Regions from separate parts of the Salmo salar genome. Here region 2 is linked to region 1. A link is a contact called in public Hi-C data. All regions are on one chromosome and are shown on one strand. The core of a region is the stretch at or near the end of the contact, and the rest is flanking DNA. Distances in the headings are between cores, read along the strand shown. Region 1 holds the start of LOC106573601 (midnolin). Region 2 has its middle 24 kb from the start of LOC106573597.

Evidence for each region. Hi-C and Micro-C count contacts between places; a contact is called where the count stands out from the background.
Region 2: a Hi-C map of gill shows a contact between it and region 1, with 3 times the contacts expected there. The contact joins the enhancer-like site here to the promoter of LOC106573601 in region 1. A contact is called at or near these places in 2 of 3 Hi-C or Micro-C datasets (gill and muscle).

Annotation. Positions count from the first base shown.
Region 1 is chrssa16:38,360,403-38,364,938 of Ssal_v3.1, forward strand. It overlaps LOC106573601 (midnolin), which reads left to right and starts at 2,060. Exons shown (of 8, transcript XM_014148791.2): 1 at 2,060-2,736. The coding sequence starts at 2,661.
Region 2 is chrssa16:38,526,447-38,530,982 of Ssal_v3.1, forward strand. No RefSeq gene overlaps it. Among protein-coding and RNA genes, the nearest start is that of LOC106573597, 24 kb to the right of the region's middle. Within about 2 kb of position 2,060, at least 2 of the 13 cell types and tissues checked have an H3K27ac peak or open chromatin away from gene starts, as enhancers often do. A contact at or near this core is called in gill, where this site is marked.

The DNA of each region.
Region 1 (4,536 bases), core at 810-3,309:
CTTTTTTTGTCCTGTAAACACTGGACAACCAACATATGTATCAGTGCCAGGAAGCTGAGTCATGTGTGTGTGTGCACGGGTGGGTGTGTGCAATCATGAGGTAGCCTATAGCCTCAGCTTCAATAGGAGCAGTGTTTAACCATATTGTGTGTGTGGTGCTCAGTGCCATAAATGTATTCTCTTACACTACATATATAAAAGTATGTGGACACCCCTTCAAATTAGTGGATTTGGCTATTTCAGCCACACCTGTTGCTGACAGTTGTTTAAAATCGAGGACACAGCCATACAATCTCCATAGACAAACATTGGCAGTAGAATGGCCTTGCTGAAGAGCTCAGTGACTTTCGTGGCACCGTCATAGGATGCCACCTTTCCAACAAGTCAGTTTGTCAACTTTCTGCCCTGCTAGAGCTTCCCCTGTCAACTGTAAGTGCTGTTATTGTGAAGTGGAAACATCTAGGAGCAACAACGGCTCATCTGCGAAGTGGTAGGCCACACAAGCTCACAGAACGGGACAGCCGAGTGCTGAAGTGCGTAGCGCGTAAACATTGTCTGTCCTCAGTTGCTATATTGACTACCGAGTTCCAAACTGCCTCTGGAAGCAACGTCAGAACAATAACTGTTCGCCGGGAGCTACATGAAATGGGTTTCCATGGCCAAGCAGCCGCACACAAGCCTAAGATCACCATGCCCAATGCCAAGCGTCGGCTGGAGTGGTGTAAAGCTCACCGCCATTGTACTTCAGAGCAGTGGCAACGCTTTCTCTGCAGTGAGCTCTACGGACGAATCTGGTTTTGGCGAATGCAGACGAACGCTACCTACCCAAATGCATAGTGCCAACTGTAAAGTTTGATGGAGGAGGACTAATGGTATGGGGCTGTTTTTCATGGTTCGGGCTAGGCCCCTTAATTCCAGTGAAGGTAAATCTTAATGCTACAGCATACAATGGCATTCTAGATTATCCTGTGCTTCCAACTTTGTGGCAACAGTTTGGGGAAGGCCCTTTCCTGTTTCAGCATGACAATGCCCCCTTGCACAAAACGAGGTCCATATAGAAGTGTCTTGCGATATCGATGGGGGAGAACTTGACTGGCCTGCACAGTGCCCTGAACTCAACCCCATCGAACACCTTTGGGATGTATTTAAACACAGACTGACTGCGAACCAGGCCTAATCGCCCAACATCAGTGCCCGACCTCACTAATGCTCTTGTGGCTGAATGGAAGCAAGTCCCCGCAGTAATGTTCCAACTTCTAGTGGAAAGCCTTCCCAGAAGAGTGGAAGCTGTTATAGCAGCAAAGGGCAGACCAACTCCATATTAATACCCATGATTTTGGAATGAGATGTTCAATGAGCAGGTGTCCACATACTTTTGGTCATGTAGTGCATCTCTCAGACTCCTCCAGCAGTGTGGTGCTGGTCTCTCATCCCCCCTCTCTCATCGCTTCTCTCTTTTTCTCTCACCCCCCAACTCCCTCTCTCTGGTCCTGGGAGAAGCTGACTCATCATGCTGTGATGTTTGGGACTGTGACTCGTTTAGAGGCGTCTCTGCAACGTCTCTGCCTGTGGGTATGGGTTCATCATTGAAACACTTCAACCTCACTTGCATCAACAAGACTGTGTCCCCTGTCTTCAAGGAAATAAGGGGCATCGGGTTTATCAAATCATTGTGTTTCAAACTATATTGGCATCTTTGTAAAGTGTGCGACCGTGCTGACACACGACACAAATGAATATAACTACTTATGATGTAACATTACAATCTACATAGCAATTTACTGTATCACATCTACTTGTGGACTTCAGGTAAGGGTTTACTGATAGGTTTGCACACAAACTGACATGTACAATACTTGGTCTTAGCCTATCACATGAACAATGAATCACTTGTATTAATGTGTAATAACTGTCAAGGTATGATTCCTGGCATAGGATTGCCATTGTTTGAGGAGCAACCTGGAAGTCATCAACTGCAGAACTGGTCTCTTGCCAAATAAACCTTTATTTATATTCAGGTAGGCTGTATCCATGCATTGTGTTGTCCTGCACTGGTTGCCAAGTGATGTTTTTTCTGTTTTTTTTCTGTTGTCAGTGGAAGGTTACACCCCTCCTGAAATCGCTCCTTTTGTTAAGGTCGTAACTCAGTTGAATATGATTTATGTTTTTGTTCTTCGGGATAAAAGTCCTTACCCTTGTTTAGACTACAATAGATGCGCAATCACAGACACTAAAAATCCCGTGCATGATTTAAAGCTTTGCCCAAGCACATTTCCAAAGGTGGAGAACGAATTAGGCAGCAGATCTTGGAAACGAACTCTCATGTGAGGAAGAATTCCGTGGCTACCTTAAATGGCATCCTGACGCAGCAAGAACCGTAGTCTACTCTCCACCCATAACTGAGAGGGCTCGTTTAAAAGGTGTCTCGCCTCCCGAATTGCACTTGTAATACGAAAGACACTGGTGGGTAAACGTCATACAGGCATTTTAGGACAATTGGAACTCAAGCAGTGAGCAAGAGGAGTACAGAGCTGTCATTACTACTACAGTCGAGACGCACACATTTGTCTGCGAATTTACTGTCACAGTGGATAGGATAGTCTACTGACCTATGTGGATATAGCCTACTTCAGTCTTTCTCATAGTTTGGGAAGATTTACATGCCAAAGCTGGGGAAACGTGTTGGAAAAACCCAAGCTTTATCGCAAAGCTTTAAAGTTCTCGCCACAATAATTGGTAAGTTACATTCAAACGTTGGACTCATGTCAAACCTAAGAGTAGTCTTAGTGAATATTTGATAACTATGTACATTGATGATTCTAAAGTTTTAATAGCCTACCTTTGAATAAAGGTTAGAAATTTGCGTGGGTTAGATTTGGACATGTAACTCTTATCTTTGTTATGTTTCTAAAAGGCCACCTGGGGCACCTATTTGATAGCGGACATTGATACATTGTCTCACCGTTTGTTTTGGTTACATGCATTGCATTCAAATGGAGTTCTGCCAACTTCTAAGAGTTTCTAAATTATGCATCTACATGTAGCCAATTGACTTAATAATGAAATTGATATTGGCAATGGAATTGGTGTTATCTGCAGACAGTGAATGTGGTGGTTTGTATTGACCTATAGGACAGCTGATGACAGCTCGCATCCATATGTTATGCAATTATAAGCCGACCACACAGCCTAGCCCACCGCCTAGCCTACCTCCTATATAGATGCGAAGTGCAGAGTCTGTGATATTATATCATTATCCAGACTGACCTTACAGTCAGCTGCAGCTGTACTCAGAGGGAAATTGCCGGTAGACTAGCCTACTATTCATTCGAAATGTGTTATAAACACCTTCAACAACAAATAGACAAGTTAAGGCTCCCCAAGTGCCTCCATTGACCACTGGATGGCGAGCGAGTATCTTGTTTTTATCAAGCTCCTAGAGTAAACTCTTAACATTTGCTCTACATAGAATACATATTTCGCACTTTACTATGTAGGCTACGATTTTTACAGTAGTTAAAGCGGCCCGTTTTAAACTTTTCTCTTAAAGCTATGTAGTAGCCCATGACTCGGTCAAAGTTAGCTTTTTCAGGATCGGCTTTAAACTGGGGTTGGAGAATACTCTTATCTTAAGTAACCTGATGTCTGTGATATTTAGGGGTTGACAAGTAGGGTATGTGAGTTTATGTTGCAGAAGAAATAGTATGTGCATTCAGAGAAGTCAGTGGATAAACATGGGGATAGTTTCACAGCAGTTGGCAATGCGCAATTACGCACAGAATGTGCTGTCGAAGTGAGTAGTCAATATTGCCTCTTTTTCTTGTAAAGCTGATTTGATTGTAGGAATTGCATGATGTAGGAACCGAACCCTGTATATCTCCAGTGTACATTCTATCCCGAGAACATCTCAAAGAGCTGATGAAGAACCGCACTTCCTGAAGGGAATACCCCATCTAATGCGTAATTTGCATACTGTGCGCGATTACTTTAATGGTTTTGGATGCAGCCAGATGAAGGAAGGAGATGACGTCAGCACTGTACTATTAGTAATGACGACGATACCCAACGTGTGTAACCTGAAGTTGCGCAACAATGTATAGTACATTTCGTGACATACTTATAGGAAATGGACAATGTGGCAATTTAAGTGCATTGTGCAACCTACGTGCATTGTTGCCATTGTAGCCTGCATAACCTAGAATAAAACATAGTCCTAAATTGAAAGGCCTACCCACATACATTATCTATGTAAGAATATGAGGTAGGATGTTTTCATTACAGCAGTCTTCGGTATTGGATTTGAAATTCCACCACATATAGAGCTATCTTCTGTGACTAATATATTATGAATGGCTAAAGTTGCCTGAGTGCTGGAACGATCCTATTGCTTGACGCGCCAAGGCCTGGCCCCCTTCAAGCCGATTGGTTATTTGTGACAAAATGGTGTGGGAGAGAAAATGGGAGGCCTCTGTTCGCCACGTGGGTGTAAATCTACTTTTGCCATTGGCTTAGATCAACAGCGTCTTCGAGAACTTC
Region 2 (4,536 bases), core at 810-3,309, 170 kb after region 1:
TTTCTCTTTAGGTGGGTGAGTCTGTGTGCCCTGCAGCGTTAAGTCTGCAAGCATGTCGTTGACCTGGTTGCAGGAGATTCCAGTGCAAGGCACGGGTCTTGTTCCCCCCCGGTCTCGGGACAGACTTTGTACACTGGTTTGTCACTCACTTGCTCTTTCACTACGTATATTGTTCTTTCCCAGTATGACCTTAACATTCCAGGACCACCTCTCTCGCTCAGGTTTCATACAAGGACTCTGTCACCGGGTTGCAGAACCACTCCCCTCATGTGGCACTCCCCTCATAGTACATAAAAAATATGACCCTACATATTTGTGTGCATCACACATGTGTCTCTGTGTGTGGCGTGAAGGTGATCGAGAGTTTATTTTCTCTCCTCTAGTTGCACAGGTGACATGCTTCAGTTTTCCTGCATAAAATCACTTGCCACTAGGAGCGCCACTCCTGTGTGAGCATCTTCTTGTTTGCTTATGGCCCTTTACAGCTGGTCAGTTTGGTGGTAAATAGACAGCTACACAAAATATAGATCAAAACTATCTTGGTAAATAGTATGGTCTACAGCTTATGAGGTATTCTAACTCAGGTGAGCAGAACCTCGAGACTTCCATAATATTAGAGATTGACATCAAGCTGTTGTTAACAAAGACACACACACCATCCCCCTTGAGTCTACCCGACGCTGATGTTCTGTCCTGCCGATGTATAGAAAAAAACAGCTAGATTTATATGTCCTTGTTCAGCCACGACTCATAGAAACACACGTTATTACAGTTCTTCAGATCACGTTGATAGGAGAGTCTTGAACGGAGCTCATCCAGTTTATTCTCCAGTGATTGCACATTCGGCAATAGAACGGAGGGTAAAGGCAGTTTATCCACTCGCCGACGTAGTCTCGTCAGGTATTGCACACGGTGGCCTCTATAGCACTGCCTCTTCCTTTTTCGAGTGTAGGGAATTTGGGCCTGGTCCGGGATGAGCCGTACGGTATGTCCTTTCACCGCCATCTCAATGAAGTAGAAATCCTCCTCCTAATCAAGGCTAGTGATCGCTGTTCTGTCCAGAAGCTCTTTTCAGTCATAGGAAACTATGGCGGAAGCATTATGTTCATAAAAGTTAAGATCAGGGCAAAAAAACACTAAAAAGCACAATTGGTCAGGAGCCCATAAAGCAGACGCTATTCTCTCCAGCGGAATTCTCTTAAAAGTTTTGTTTATCATTAATGCTGATTATTCAGCTAATTATTATTTGAGGGGCTTTTTGGTTGAAGTTTATTTGTAGATAAAAAGAAAAGGAGCTCATTATTCTCTGGATTTGGCTTTGATCATTTTGGCATTTCACTTCTGCCACATTAAAGATACAGCTGATGCAACCAAAATGTCACCATTATTTCAGTGCAGCCACTGGAGAGAAGCTCCTTTCATTTCTGGAATCTGAAACAGCTCTAACCTTTTATCAACAATGCCACACTTTACGCCGTGCCGGCAGTGAAATTCCACATTCAATAAACACCATTCTACCAATATCCAGCCCTTTTTTCAGCAATGCCAATGTGCTTTGAAGAACTGTTGCCCAGTTGGCAAAGACAGAGAGGATATTAGCGCCTTGTTGACAAGAGAGAGGTGATATAAACAAAGTGAATCAAACACCTCAGGGCATCTTATGATGTCATGAGTCATAAACAGGTTTTATGTTGTTAGTTACAACACAGTGAGGCCATTCAGATCAGACTGTCCTGTGATATATAAGACTAGTTCAGCTTTGCTCATTGACACACCTCATCTCACAACCCACCACCTCTGTGTTTCTCCACTATCCTCATTCCAATTGCTTTGTAACCGCCTCCCAGGTGTGACCCCACCTGGGTTTGTCATTGCGTCCCATGGGTGATGTCACCTATGCAGTGCTGTATTCCAGGTAAACAACATCTCATACAGACAGTGAAACATCACCACGTACCAGCCTTTGATTCACAGCAGGGTGTTTGTCATTGTGGGTGTTTGTCATCCTGCTCCAATGCTCTTCTGTGACAATCTCCACCTAGTCAGTAAACACAGGAGGAAGCTCTCAACCCAAATATGGCCATGTAAGCCTATATAAATCCCTTGTTGGGAGACACACAGTGAAACATACAGGCCCTGGGCTCACATCACATGACCCAGCAAGCAGATGAGATGAGATGGCTAAGGTGTCAGCGCTTGGCATAACATGTTTCATAACGTGTCTCCCTTTCTTACCTCCCTCTATATCTCTCTCGCATCGCTATTCCTCCCCTTTCATTCTCTGTATTCCTTGTCCCTTGCTCCCTTTCCGTCTCCCTCCCTCTTTCCCCTCCTCCCTGTATCCCCTCCCTGCTCTCTCCACATTCCTCAGTGAGTGGGCGGAAGATTCATTGGGGATGTAGGAGCCCAAAAGGGCATGGGGTTCGCAGTTTGCTGTTCAACAAGAGAGACACGTTTTATCAGCCATTCCCATCTCTCTCCTCTCTGCAAGGCCACTTTGCTCCAATGAGTGAAAGTGGGTGACTAGACTGTATGGTGGTTCAAAGCCCTGAGGGGTGCAGAGGGACTGAAATGTGCCCCAGACTGCTCATCCATACTGGGATCACTGGACAGAGAAGTGCTGCAGTTCAGCCACTATGAACAGATCAGCTGCTCTCTCTCTCCCTATCTCTCTCTTCTGGGATAGGGAGGACAGTCACAGTCAGTCGTCAGCTAATGAGTGGAGGACCCCTGCTGGACACTAAGCGCTACAGCAGCTCTGCTGAGATCACGCTGTTCTCTTTGGAACCAACCTGGACTCAAAGGTAGACGTAACATAGTGAGCGTAAATCAAAGACACTCCAATTAGTAAAATATGTTAAATTTCGTATGGTATTTGTGGGTGTCCATTCGATTTCACTTGATATGTTACAAATTAGCAAAATATATGATGCGTTACTATTTCCTAATTGTTTGGCTAACGTTCGCTATGTGGCTAAAGTTAGCTAGGCTAAGGTTTAGAGGCTAGGGTTAAGGTTAGTGTTAGGAATTAGGTTAAAGGGTTAGGGGAAGGGTTAGTTAACATGCTAAGTAGTTGCAAAGTATCCAAAAAGTAGTAAGTAGTTGCTAAATTACTAATTGGCTAAAATATTAAATTCGAACACAGAACCTTTGGGTTGCTAAACTTTAGTGTTATACTCCTACCCATCCACCCCGACCAACCACCCTACATTCGTTTTTGCTTTAAGTAACTTTCTGTCTTATGTAACCATGCCAAATGTAACATTCACTACATTACCAAAAGTATGTGGACACCTGCTCATCGAACATCTCATCAAAATCATGGGCATTAATATGGAGTTGGTCCCCTCTTTGTTGCTATAACTACCTCCACTCTTCTGGGAAGGCTTTCCACTAGATGTTGGAACATTGCTGTGGGGACTTGCTTCCATTCAGCCACAAGCATTAGTGATGTTGGGCACTGATGTTGGGCGATTAGGCCTGCAGTCAGCGTTCCAATTAATCCCAAAGCTATTCGATGGGGTTGAGGTCAAGGCTCTGTGCAGGCAAGTCAAGTTCTTCCACACCAATTTCGACAACCCATTTTTGTATAGACCTCTCTTTGTGCACGGGGGCATTGTCATGCTGAAACAGGAAAGGGCCTTCCCCAAAATGTTGCCACAAAGTTCGAAGTACAGAATCGTCTAGAATGTCATTGTATGCTGTAGTGTTAAGATTTCCCTTCACTGGAACTAAGGGGCCTAGCCCGAACAATGAAAACAACCCCAGGCCATTATTCCTCCTCCATGCATTGGTACAGGTAGCGTTCTCCTGGCATCTGCTAAACCCAGATTCATCCATCGGCCTGCCAGATGGTGATGCGTGGTTCATCACTCTAGAGAACGCATTTCCACTGCTCCAGAGTTCAGTGGCGGTGAGCTATATACCACTCCAGCTGACACTTGGCATTGCACATGGTGATCTTAGGCTTGTATGCAGCTGCTTGGCCATGGAAACCCATTTCATGAAACTCCTGACGATGAGTTATTGTGCTGACGTTGCTTCCAGAGGCAGTTTGAAACTCAGTAGTAAGTGTTGCAACCGAGGACAGGCGATTTTTATATGCTACGCGCTTCAACACTCGGCGGTCCCATTTCGTGAGCTTGTGTGGCCTACCCCTTCATGGCTGAGCCATTGTTGCTCCTAGACATTTCCACTTCACAGTATCAGCACTTACAGTTGATCGGGGCAGCTCAAGCATGGCAGACATTTGACAAAATTACTTGTTGGAATGGTGAAATCCTATGACTGTGTCACGTTAAGTCACTGAGCTCTTCAGTAAGGCCATTCTACTGCCAATGTTTGTCTTTGGAGATTGCATGGCTGTGTGCTAAAAATTTTTTTTACACCTGTCAGCAATGTGTGTGGCTGAAATAGCTGAATCCACTAATTTCGAGGAGTGTCCACATACTTTTGTATATACAGTGCCTTCTGAAAGTATTCAGACCCCTTAACTTTTTCCACATTTTGTTAGGTTACAGCCTCATTCTAAAATGG